Regions from separate parts of the Sus scrofa genome. Here regions 2, 3 and 4 are each linked to region 1. The links are chromatin contacts, called in public Hi-C and HiChIP or PLAC-seq maps. All regions are on one chromosome and are shown on one strand. Each heading gives the region's core, a stretch centred on a gene start, on an enhancer-like site or on the middle of the called end of the contact. The rest is flanking DNA. Distances are from core to core; before and after follow the strand shown. Region 1 holds the start of PDIK1L (serine/threonine-protein kinase PDIK1L). Region 2 holds the start of SH3BGRL3 (SH3 domain-binding glutamic acid-rich-like protein 3). Region 3 holds the start of STMN1 (stathmin 1). Region 4 holds the start of CD52 (CD52 molecule).

Region 1 (2,928 bases), core at 124-2,623:
TCTCGGGGCCGGCGGCTGAGGCCCGGGACCACGGGAATTAGAGGAGGCCGCAGCTGGGGCCGGTGGCCTGAGGGGTGCGGGCCGGAGGCCTGAGGTGCGAGGGGCCTTCCCCAGGATGACTGTGCTGACAGCCCTGTGACAGGACTCCTGGGGCCGGAGGCACGTGCAGGGCCTTCGGCTCTGCTTCAAGGCCTCTCTGCCAGGCCGAGGGGCCAGATTTACCTCAGGGTAGCCGCCGCCGCTTCTCCCTCTCACGGGCTCTGCAGGCCGCCATTATCGGGCAGCTCGCGCCTCCGCCGCCGCGGCCTCCAGTCAGAGGCCGGCGCGCGCCCCCGTGGTGCGCGCGGACACACCCCCTTACGCCGCGCGGCCCCGCCCCCCTCCGGCTTTCCGTAGCGCGAGCGGGGACGCCGAGCTCCAGTCCTATTGGGCGCGCGCCCGGCGCTCCGCTGGCTTCCTCCCGGCTCCCCTGGCTTTCAGGACACGGGAGTCGCGGAAGGGGTGCGCGCTCCGGAACGCACCACTCGTGCCCCTCCCCGCAGGGGTGGTCGGGCCCGGGAGTCGGAGGCCGCTCCATGCACGGGACTCGGTCGCCTTCCAGCTGCGGCAGGCTCGCACGGCCTGCGGTCCTGGGTGGTCCGCAGCAGCAGGTCCGGGCCTAGGGGTGCGTGCTGTCGGCGCCCTCCCCTCCCCCGCCCCGCCTCCATTCACGACCTACCGAGCTGCGGGCAGGTGTGCGGGGTCGCTGGGGTGGAACGCCTGGTGCATCTTCCTCGGCGCGGGCCTGAGATGCCTGCAGGATGCGGGCCTCTTCCGCGGGCTCGCGGGGAGGCACGGCCCGAGCTGGGAGGCCTGGCGTCCACCCCGCCGAGCGGGAGGCTGCACCTTTTGTCAGAGTCACTGAGCCATTTTTGCGGGCGGTGGAGTTGCCGAGGCAGCGGCGGCGCGGGGCTGGGTGCGATCATCTGGGAAGATGCAGTCCCCTGCCCCGCCGGCGCGGTGGTATCTCCCTTAAAGAAGCCGAAGCCGCATTGTTCCGGTGCCCGGCCGCCGCGAGTCACGGGCGCCCTGCCCCCAGTGGGGAGGAAGGGACCGTGGCGCCCGCACTTGGCCGTTGCCGCGCGCGCACGCCTACCCGGTGGCGGCACCCGCGGGCTCTTCGTGGAGGGTCGGCCTCCCCCACCCCCGCCCTGCGCATCTAGAGGGGGAGGCCCGGGTTGGCGGGAGCCGGGATTGACAGCGAAGACAGCCGTTCTTGGGGCCCGACGGTCAGCTTGAGTCATTGGGGTACCCGACAGCTGTCAGCCAAATCCAGGGAAGCGTTCACCTCATAGCCAGTCCGGGACTGTCACTTGCTCAGAGACCCGGACCAATCGGTCGTTCGATATTTTATCTGCCAGAAACCTTCATTCCTTCTAAACTGATTTATTCTGCACCAACTATTTGTCAATAAAGTGGCTAGTCCTCCTCCCAGTGCTGTACAAGGCACGATGTGCAAAGAATCCCTGCTCCTGCCCTCAAGAATCAACCAATTACCCATTTTATTTTCTGTCCTCCACTTATGCAGCTTCTCTGCAAAGTCTGGGGCTGGGTTAAGTCTTTAAATGTTGTCTCCTAATCCCAACCAAACCCCACAAGGACAGGCTTTATGACGAATCTTGCTTTTAGAGGTGAAAAACAAAAGCAAAAACGGATCTTTGTCTTATTTGGCGAAAGTTGTTTGTTTTGAGGGGGGAGCACCTGCCTTGAATACCCACTCAGCTGGTGTGACCCCTTTACCCCCGCCCCCAAAACCCCCTGCTCTGTAATCCCTTCAGGCTTTTGCCCTGAGTGCGAAGTGAGGTTAGCTGTCTCCTGGGAATACTGATGTAATCTAAGGCTTGCTTTCTACCCTTGAAAGTAGAGGAAAGGACTTCCCATTGTGGCTCAGCGGTTCAGAACGCAACTAGTATCCATGCAGATGTGGGTTTGATCCCTGGCCTCGCTTATTGGATTAAAGATCCACGATGCCCGTGAGCTGCAGCATAGGTCGAAGATGCAGCTTGGATCCCGGGTCACTGTGGCTGTGGTGTATGTAGGCTCACAGCTGCAGCTCCGATTTGACCCCTAGCCTGGGAACTTCCATATGCCTCAGGTGCAGCCCTAAAAAGCAAAAAACAAAAAAACTACAGGGAAAATAGAGGGCTCTGTGTAGATAGCCAGCTGGACACCTGTGGGGTAACTGATCAGAATCAGGGGAGGGGTGTCTCTTGGTCAAAGGAGCCTTGTCCTTTTGTTTGTCTCAGTTTGTCTCAGTCATTAAATACAGGAATTCCTCCTCTCAAGCTGGCTGCAGAATTTGGAATCCACTCCCCAAACCCCAAAGTTAAGAAACTGACTCTAAAGTCTGTGAGGTAGATGTTTAAATAATTTGGCATGTCCTCTTTAGGAAAAAGATTACAAAATGAACCCATTGCTAGGGATTTGGAAAGGGTCTTTGTAAGTGAGGGACTCTGAAACTTAAGCTTCAGAATAAATCTGCTCTGAAAATTACATTATATGAGTATGTTTGCCAATAGGCTTTCTACTAGACTGAGAGTTCCTGGGGACAGAAACTTTGTCTATGATTCATTTCTCCAGGCTCCTCTATCTGCCAAAATTATGGTGCCAAAATACTCCAGAGGATAGCATTGCTATACATTGCTGGTGGGGAGGCAAAATGATGTAACTCTAATTAAGGAAATTTAGCAATCTATGGCCACATTGCATATGTATTTACTCTTTCACCCAGTAATCCTAGGTCAAGGCTAAACTTCTAGGAATCTTTTTTAGTGATACATTGGCAAAATTCTAACCACTGTGTGCACAAGGCTATTCATTATGACATTTTGACAGCAAAAGGTTGGAAACTTCTCATGTGTCAGTAAGTAACTTGCTGAATAAATTATA
Region 2 (2,760 bases), core at 112-2,611, 140 kb before region 1:
GTCATGGGTTAGGGGGAGGGGCTCCAAGGTCAGAAGGTTAAGAATACCAGGCGGTTGGTCACAAGGTCCTTCGTGGCTGGGTGATTGCTAAGGGGAATGTGGTGACGGAGTCCGGGCGCTGGCTTGGTTCAGGACAGTTTCAGGAACTCCTGCAGTGTGTTTTGTTCCACAGCCTCCACGAAGAGCTCATAGTCCTGGGGGAGGGGAGGAGAGGAGGTCACCTGTGTCCTAGTATTTTGTCTCAGGTCTGACTCTGGCTGGCAGTCCTCTTACAACATTCCCTTCACCCCCAACCCCTGGGCCCGTACCCCACAGTACTGGTCCCCGTTGACAATCTGGGGTGGGGTGGCCTTGGGGTTGCCCGCCAAGGCTCGCATCTCATCCCGCAGGGCGTTGTCCTGGGAGATGTCCACTAGTTGGTACTGGATGCGCTTCCCATCCAGGATGCGGGTCACCTCGCTCTGCTGGGACTTGATCTGGGGGCAGAGGGCGGGCAAAGGTTAGTGAACAATCTGGAGGTTTTGGGACAGTGGCCAGGAGCTTTTGTTTTCTTGTCCCCCTCCATACCCTAGGGGAGGGCTCTGGCCATTAGGAGTTGGGAGGATGAGTCAGGCTTGTGGTGGTGTGGGATGAGAGAGGGACCACCAACCGTGGGGAGGAGAGTCAGAATGAAGCTAAGTGGGATAAATTCAGGGTGGGGAAGCCAGGAGCTCAGCAAGAAGAAAGCAAGGCATGCCTGAGTGGAGGCTGGTAAGGGGCCACCCCGGCCCCAGGTACACACATAGTGGAGAGGGAGGGCAAGATGAGGACATGGTCAAGGATCAGCCTGGTAGTGGGGGTGCAGAGGACCCAGGAGGCCGGAAGGAGGTGTTCAGTGTTCAGGAAGGGGCCGCGAAGCCTGCCCCCGCAACCCGACTTAGGAGGCCTTGCCCAGCACCTCGCCTCCCCCGCCCTGGGGGCGGGTCCCAGGCGCTGGTCCCGAGCACCAGGACCGCCGCCCGCGCTCTCCCCCAGCGCCGGGCCCACGGCGCGCACTTACTTCGCGGGAGCCGGTGACCGACGTGCTGTAGACGCGCAGGCCGCTCATGCTGCGGGTGGACCGACAGGCCGAGAGACAGGCAGACGGGTAGCGGTAGCAGCAGCTGCACGGCCTGGAGACGAGGCCGCCGCGCTCGGGAGCGGTTTCCTTCCTGCTCAGCCCGCGAGTCACCGCTCTCAGGACCAATGGGCGGCGCAGACAAGCGCGCGGCTGGGGCGGGGCCTGCGCGACCCCGCCCCGCGCACCAGCGGGCCCCTTCCCCTCCCCTTCGGGGTCCCAGAGCGCGGAGGACCCCAGCCCCACGCAGGGCCGTCCCCTCCACTCCTCCCGGTTCTAGGGCTCACAGTGTGAGGCTGCGGATCAACCTGACAGTAGGGTGGGGCAGGGGCAAGGGTTTGGCAAAGGCCTCCTCCTCCGCCTCGCCCGCATTTGCTGCACCCAAGTAGCCACCCCGTGCCACGACAGCGCTGCTCAGGTCCGGGCTTTGAAGTCTCAGCTGTTTTCAAACCTAAAACTCTCCAGCTAGAGGCCTCACCCCAAGGGACCACCGCCCCATTCCCCCAGGGGCCACCCACACAGAGCTAACCCAGCAGGCACACCACAGCAGGGACAGCCCTTGCTTAGACATTTTCCCCAAAGTTCCTCTCTGCTCAGATAGGCAGGTTTAGACGGGTGTAGCAGCAGATGGGGCCACACCCTCAAGGAGCCAGACGGAGATCAAGGTAAGAAAGAGGCTTCTACTTCTGGACTGGGTGGAGGCAGAGGTTGGTGTCAGGACTCCTAAGTCTGGGACCTTGTTAAAGACCCACAGTTGGTCTTGGGGTGGCCCCAGCTTCACCCCAACTCCTTGCTGTAGGTGGTACTTCAAAACTCCAACTCCCAGCAAAATGCAGGGAGTTCAGAAGGAGCAACCAGCCCCACTGGGGTGACTCAGCCATCTGTCTGGGGTTGGACATGACTCCACTCTGAAGTCCTCCCAGGTCCAGGGCTCTGAGAATAACCCAGGAAGACAACCCTAGCTCCTTGAGGCAAACACAGTGCCACTTCCTCAGAGCGACCCACAGGCAGCAGACTTCCTCCTCAGAGGATTACTGAAACTCAATGACAAACTTGCTTCAACTCAGGGCAGCTTCACCCAATCAGAAGTGCCATGGGGAAAGATCTCATCTGTCCCCACAGAATGAAAGAGGAGCAGAAGCAGTAGAGATACAGACACGAGAGGCTTGATCTGCCAAAGTTGCCTCCTTGCTGCTGTTTGGAGAACTTGGCTAAAACCCCATGCTTTGGCTCCAACAAGCCAAAGTAAGGGGTGGAGTACGAGATGATGGTAATAGAAGGCGATGGAAAACTGAGGACTTTGTTAAATTTTTATTTTGTAATCAAAATAGGCAATACAAACCAGTTGACATAACAAGGGTTCATATAAATAACTGCTTATAAATTCTGAGGAAAAATACCCGTGAGCATGGTGGCTGGGCTCCCAATACAGGGTGGAGGCCAATCAGGCAGCTCTGCTTTTAGGAGGCAGAAGTCCAGAGACGGCTGGGTGGGGCTGCTCTAAATGGAAGGGATAAGTCACTCCATAAATAAAACACAAACTTGTAAAAACATTTAAGAAGGGTCTCATTCAGGCCCAGGAGTGAGGTCCAGGACGCTGCCCCGCCAGCCCAAAGCCCAGCAAGAATCCACTGGCTAGATCTGAACTCCTGAACAACTCAGTG
Region 3 (2,765 bases), core at 38-2,537, 180 kb after region 1:
GACTCTGGGCGACCAGGGCCGCGCCCTCGCCGACTGACTGTGGGGCTGTTCCAAGAGGGTGACACCCCACGAGAGCTCTCCATTCTCGCGGCGGGGGGCGCAGACAGCTTGGGTGGCGGCAGGTTGGTTGGAAGCAAAGGAAAGAGGCGGCGAGCCGACGGCAGGACTACCCCACTGCCTTTTCCCGGGGACTGCTCCACCCGCCGAGCTGCACCCGGGATGGGGGCCACCTCAAGGTGTTTTTGGCGGGAGTAGGGAAGGGGGGCGTCTGCGCAGGGCGAGCCCGGGAAGGGCGGAGTTACCCGGATAGGACCGTTAGCCCCGCCCATCCCTCCCCTTCCCACGCGCGCGGGCTCGGGTGTTGTGAGTTCGGGGAGATTCGAAAAGGCGCGGGGAGGAAGGGGGCGGGGCCAGGGGCTGGTGTGCAGGGTGTGCTTTGATTGGCCGGGGGCGGCTGGCCGCTTTTCCTCTCCTGGACCAGGGCCACGCCCATCCTGGGGTTGATGTTGAGTCTAATGCTCCGCCGGGGTTAGATCGTTTCGCTGCTTCGGATTTTAAATTCCAGCTGCTGAGAACCTGTATTCCTACGTTTTTGGTACTAGCTTGGGGTTTACAAGATTCATGACCTAAAAAAAAATGAAGGGATGTAGAATTTTTCATGAGAAAATTCTACACAAACCATCAAATATTGTAATCTAAAACCTTGAGGTTCATAAAATTAGTGTTACCCGCTGTAGGACGAGGAGCTTAAACCGCAGGAACAATAGGCGTTCGACATTATTGGTTAATATTAGCTTGGGCGTTTTGTTTTACACCATGGCAGACACAGACAAAGCAGGGGTGGGTGTTCCATTTGCACAATGAGTTGTAGGCAGTGTTAAGATGGCTCCGGTCTCACTGTTGAGTTGAATCTGGAATATCTTCTCGCCAGGGAGGAAAGTTTAGAGTTTATTAGGGGAAGAAAAATCTTGTGATTTAAACCTTGTCTAGTTTTAAGAATCGAAGTGTGTTTTGTACAGGCAAGCTCAGTTAACTTGATCTTCTGCAACCAGCATTCTATTCAATTCAGGTTTCCCAGTGTTTGAGTATTTTATAGATAAAATTTTCTGGCTAATGATGTCTTATTTAATTTCACAGTAGTAATTTTTCTGGCCTTAATTTGTATGGATATGATTTGAAGTCCCTTTGAATTCATGACATAGAAATGCAAAAAATTTGATTGCGTGCTTTTGAAAATCATTTTCAGGGTTTTCCTTGCCAGTGGATTGTGTAGAATACACTGCCAGTCTCTTGTCTTCTATTCACCATGGCTTCTTCTGGTAGGTAATCTATTTGAAAAAGCTGAATTTGCCACGGGCTTCTAATTTGAGAATAGGAGATGGCTCAGGTCTTATGCCTTTAATTTGGCACTAGTGTTGTGGTCTTACTAAGAAATCTGTTTTATAAAGAAGAAAAAATTATTGTCACTTGAATGTACTGACAGCTCATAATTAATTGTTTCATTATTAGATGATTTGACTTGGCCTAAAGCATAATGTGGAGTTCTGCACAACTTTTTTTTGTTTGAGAAAATGATTGTCAAATACTGATGTCTCAGAATGGTGTTTATTAGCCCAAAAATGTTGAGCTTTGTTTTTCTGGGAGGTGTTTAGATAATTTCTTCCAATAAACACAGCTGCTTCATCAGCCCTAATTCTGTTCAGTAAATTGATTTGGTTTTTAGAAAATAGAACAGCCTATTAGAACAGGAAAACTATTTTTCTGAGTGTGTTATAAATATGATATAAAAATCATAAAATCCAGATATCCAGGTGAAGGAGCTGGAGAAGCGTGCCTCAGGCCAGGCTTTTGAGCTGATTCTCAGCCCTCGATCAAAAGAATCCGTCCCAGAATTCCCCCTTTCCCCTCCAAAGAAGAAGGATCTTTCCCTGGAGGAAATTCAGAAGAAATTAGAAGCTGCAGAAGAAAGACGCAAGGTAAACATCAGTTCACAGAAAGCAGGGTATTTTTTTAATGTAATGTGGCAAATCTGTTTTATTTCCATAACAAGAGGAAAACAGAATTGTGGCTAGATATGCCAGTGGGAGGAATAAATACCAGTTATCATTTACTGGGCTCCTGTTACACGTACCCTCTCCTGTACTCTCATTGTCCTCCTTTTCTGCAGTGACGCTGGAGAGTAGGTGTGCTCTGAAAGACCAGATTAGAAAATGGTCTTGGGAATGTAAGTCATTTTCCCAAGTCATATAGCTAGTGAGTGTCGGAGCCAGAATTCACACCCAGGTCTGTCTGAAACCAAAGTTCATGCTTCTCATGCTTTCTCTTTGAAAAATAGATTTGTTGGTGGAAGATTCTTTTTTTCTTTTTGTCTCTATGTTTTGGGGTTTTGATATGTTTTTTGGGTTCGTGTGTGTGTGTGGTTTTTTATTTTGTTTTGTCTTTTGAGACCTGGACAATAAAAACATTTTAAATTGCTAGTAATGTGATTGTGTTGCTCAGCTGGCTCACTGATATCGTGACAGCTCTTTTCCTTTTTTTTTTTTTTTTAGGGCCGAACTCGTGGCATATGGAATTTCCCACGCTAGGGGTTGAATTGGAGCTACAGCTGCCAGCCTACGCCACAGCCACAGCAATGTGGGATCTGAGCCGTGTCTGCGACCTATACCACAGCTCACAGCCGGATCCTTAACTCCCTGAGCGAGGCCAGGCATTGAACCCGCATCCTCATGGATGCTAGTCGGGTTCGTTACCCGCTAAGCACAATG
Region 4 (2,774 bases), core at 209-2,708, 180 kb before region 1:
TTGCATGGGGTTTGTTTGGTTGATTGGTTTTTGTTTTTGTCTTTTAGGGCTGCACCCACAGCATATGGAGGTTCCCAGGCTAGGGGTCAAATCAGACCTGCAGCTGTTGGCCTCCACCACAGCCACAGCAAAGCCAGATTCAAGTCACATCTGCAAGTCCCATCACCACAGCTCACATCAACGCCAGATCCCTTACCCACTGAGCGAGGCCAGGGATCGAACCCATGTCTTCATGGTTTCTAGTCAGATTCGTTTCCGCTGAGCCACAACAGGAACTTCTCATGTTTGTTTAGAGACACAGTGTCCCCCACCCCAGTACTACAGTCCTCAGTTCCCTTGTCCCTATGACCACGACTTCTTTCACAAGGTCCTGTTGGGACCGTTGGCTGCTTCCTGCCTTGGCATGGGCAGGGTCAGAGGCGGTCCCTGGTCCGCCTCCCATGGAACCTTCCTTTCATGTCTATCAGGCCACCAGCTCCTCCAGCAGGTAGGAGAGAGGGGAGTCTGTGGCCCCAGCCCTTGACCTTAGCCCAACCAGGGGCTTAGCCGCTCTGAGCCTCAGCTTCCTCATCTTGTCAATGGGGAGAAGAGCCCACTCCAGTCACGAGGGTCACATGAGACAGTGCCAGTGGGTGGGTGAGGGGGGTGACTTCTTCCCCTGAGGAAATGGCCAGATGGTGATCAGGCTGTTCTCAATGCTTGATCAAGCTGCACCTAAAGCTGCCCTGGATGGAGACTGAGCTGTTTTTGGTGGTGATCAAGCTGTTCTTGATGCTTGATCAAGCTGTTCTTGATCGAGAACTTGATGGCTCCCATCTCCTATACTGACTAGCATGTGAGATGCTGCCAAAGCTGCCTCCTAGAATAGCAGTTGGTCTCAAGAGTCTAGCTGTTTCTGGAGCAGGAGATTTCTATCTTCTTAGCGTTGCTGAACACCTGGGCTCCTCTCCTGGGGGGTTCCCTGCCACCTCCAAACTGGATCAGACTCCCTGTGAACATTTTCTGGTCCCCTCCCAACAGGACCGTTTCCCCAGCTTCCCTGTGGGTTGATGCCATCCTTACTCAGGGCCGTCTTCCCAAGCCTCTCAGTTGACTATTACTCCACAACACGCTTGGGTGCCTCATTGTGCCTTGTAAGTGCTCCCCAGCCTCGGGTACAGGAGGCAGTCGGCTCAGGGGCAGCCCTCAAACAGTCTGACCTCAACCAGAAGGGCTGGAAGGTTGGGAGCCAGGCCCCCTGCTGGAGCCTCTGCTCCCATGGGAGAAGGCTGGGTGCCGGGAACCTGCATGGCCTCAGGTCTGGGGACTCCTGGGCAGTGGTGCCAAGGACTCCGAGGAGCTGCTCTTACCTGAATCATAACCAGGAGGCTGATGGTGAATAGGAGGAAGAGGAAGCCTTTCATCTTTGGAGGCTTGCGGTGGCTCTCTTGGTAGCAGCTTTTGGCGATGAACGCAGGGCTGTGTGCAGGCCCCTCTTGGCTTGGCTGCTTATGAGTGAGGAGGAGGCCGGGAGGCGGGGTGGAGAGGAAGGAGGGCCTTCGGGGTGTGGGTGGGGGTGCTGCTGCTTTACAGACCTTGAGGTTGAGGATACCGGGAGCTGGGTTCTACAGCCCTGGCAGAGGATGGGTTCTGGAAAGGCACTGAGGCAGATCCTGGGGATGAGATTTGGGCAAATTGGGGGGGGGGGGCAGTAAAGAGGGCCCTGGGCTTGGAGTCATGCACGGTGGGGACTGACTCTTGGTTTAATCCCCTGAACTCTGAGACCCTGGGCCAGAAACTGTACCTCTCTGAGCCTTTAACAAAGGAGCTGCCAGAGAATTAAATATAGTATAATTAAAAGGAGATGGAGAGATAGTGAAAAAGCTAGTAATAATTAAAAAGGTTGTAGAGATGAAGTGGGGAGTTCCCGTCGTGGCGCAGTGGTTAACGAATCCGACTAGGAACCATGAGGTTTCGGGTTCCATCCCTGGCCTTGCTCGGTGGGTTAACGATCCAGCGTTACCGTGAGCTGTGGTGTAGGTTGCAGACGCGGTTCGGATCCGCGTTGCTGTGGTTCTGGTGTAGGCCGGTGGCTACAGCTCCGATTCAACCCCTAGCCTGGGAACCTCCATATGCCGCGGGAGCGGCCCAAGAAATAGCAACAACAACAACAACAACAACAAAAAAGACAAAAGACAGAATGAAGGCTTGGGGAACATTAACATTTGCCGGGTGGGGGTGGATTTCTTGTGAAAATCTAGAAGCACTGCATTAGGAAGCCCTCGCCTCTGGGTCAGCCCATTCCCTCCAGGCCTCATGGGTCTCAGGTCAATGAGAAGACTGAAGTGGATTATTTCCAGAGTTTATTAAGACTTGGCATCTGTGATTTGGATCAAGCAAATAGCAGATACGTGGTGTGTTTCCATCTTGGATGGGTGGGAGGAGTGCTAGTGGTGGAAGCAGAAGGTGACTACACTGCCTGGAAGGGATTTGGGGTGGGGGTGGCTGTGAAGTCCCAGCTGCCCAGGCCTGGGGGATGAGGTGAATCACAAAGCCCCATTCTTTACACATCTTCTCACTGTATTTTCTTGGTGGGGCTCTGCAGTGGATTTTATAAGCATCCCCATTGTCCTGATGAGGAAACTGAAGCTTGGACATTAAGTGACTTGTCCAAGGTAATAAAAGTCAGACATGAACTTGAATCCAGGTCTGCCTGAAGCTGCACCCAGGTGTGTAATGTCCAGGGTGCCCTAGAAGTCATTGATTGTCTTGGTTCCCTGTCCCCCTCACTCCCA

The links. A called contact is a pair of places that touch in the nucleus more often than the background predicts. HiChIP or PLAC-seq counts read pairs in DNA pulled down with a chosen protein or histone mark.
Region 2: a contact with region 1 is called in an H3K27ac HiChIP or PLAC-seq map of alveolar macrophages. The contact joins the promoter of SH3BGRL3 here to the promoter of PDIK1L in region 1. A contact is called at or near these places in 1 of 5 promoter capture datasets (fetal skeletal muscle), 1 of 47 Hi-C or Micro-C datasets (skeletal muscle) and 1 of 2 datasets of contacts at active chromatin or transcription factors (alveolar macrophages).
Region 3: a contact with region 1 is called in an H3K27ac HiChIP or PLAC-seq map of skeletal muscle, with 2.0 times the contacts expected there. The contact joins the promoter of STMN1 here to the promoter of PDIK1L in region 1. A contact is called at or near these places in 3 of 5 promoter capture datasets (fetal liver, fetal skeletal muscle and liver), 6 of 47 Hi-C or Micro-C datasets (embryonic fibroblasts, fetal liver, heart right ventricle and 2 more) and 1 of 2 datasets of contacts at active chromatin or transcription factors (skeletal muscle).
Region 4: a contact with region 1 is called in a Hi-C map of skeletal muscle, with 2.8 times the contacts expected there. The contact joins the promoter of CD52 here to the promoter of PDIK1L in region 1. A contact is called at or near these places in 2 of 5 promoter capture datasets (fetal liver and liver), 16 of 47 Hi-C or Micro-C datasets (alveolar macrophages, embryonic fibroblasts, epiblast stem cells and 10 more) and 2 of 2 datasets of contacts at active chromatin or transcription factors (alveolar macrophages and skeletal muscle).

What each region holds. Positions count from the first base shown.
Region 1 is chr6:83,541,181-83,544,108 of Sscrofa11.1, reverse strand. PDIK1L (serine/threonine-protein kinase PDIK1L) reads right to left here and starts at 1,373. Exons shown (of 4, transcript XR_001309276.2): 1 at 719-1,373.
Region 2 is chr6:83,686,074-83,688,833 of Sscrofa11.1, reverse strand. SH3BGRL3 (SH3 domain-binding glutamic acid-rich-like protein 3) reads right to left here and starts at 1,361. Exons shown (of 3, transcript XM_021095627.1): 1 at 1,040-1,361; 2 at 309-476; 3 at 1-194. The coding sequence starts at 1,087. The coding sequence ends at 129. CEP85 (centrosomal protein of 85 kDa) reads right to left here. Exons shown (of 15, transcript XM_021095615.1): 14 at 1,040-2,760; 15 at 1-194. UBXN11 (UBX domain-containing protein 11) reads left to right here. Exons shown (of 13, transcript XR_002344945.1): 13 at 1-125.
Region 3 is chr6:83,358,857-83,361,621 of Sscrofa11.1, reverse strand. STMN1 (stathmin 1) reads left to right here and starts at 1,287. Exons shown (of 4, transcript NM_001009582.1): 1 at 1,287-1,319; 2 at 1,804-1,976. The coding sequence starts at 1,307.
Region 4 is chr6:83,722,446-83,725,219 of Sscrofa11.1, reverse strand. CD52 (CD52 molecule) reads right to left here and starts at 1,458. Exons shown (of 2, transcript NM_001257355.1): 1 at 1,350-1,458. The coding sequence starts at 1,403.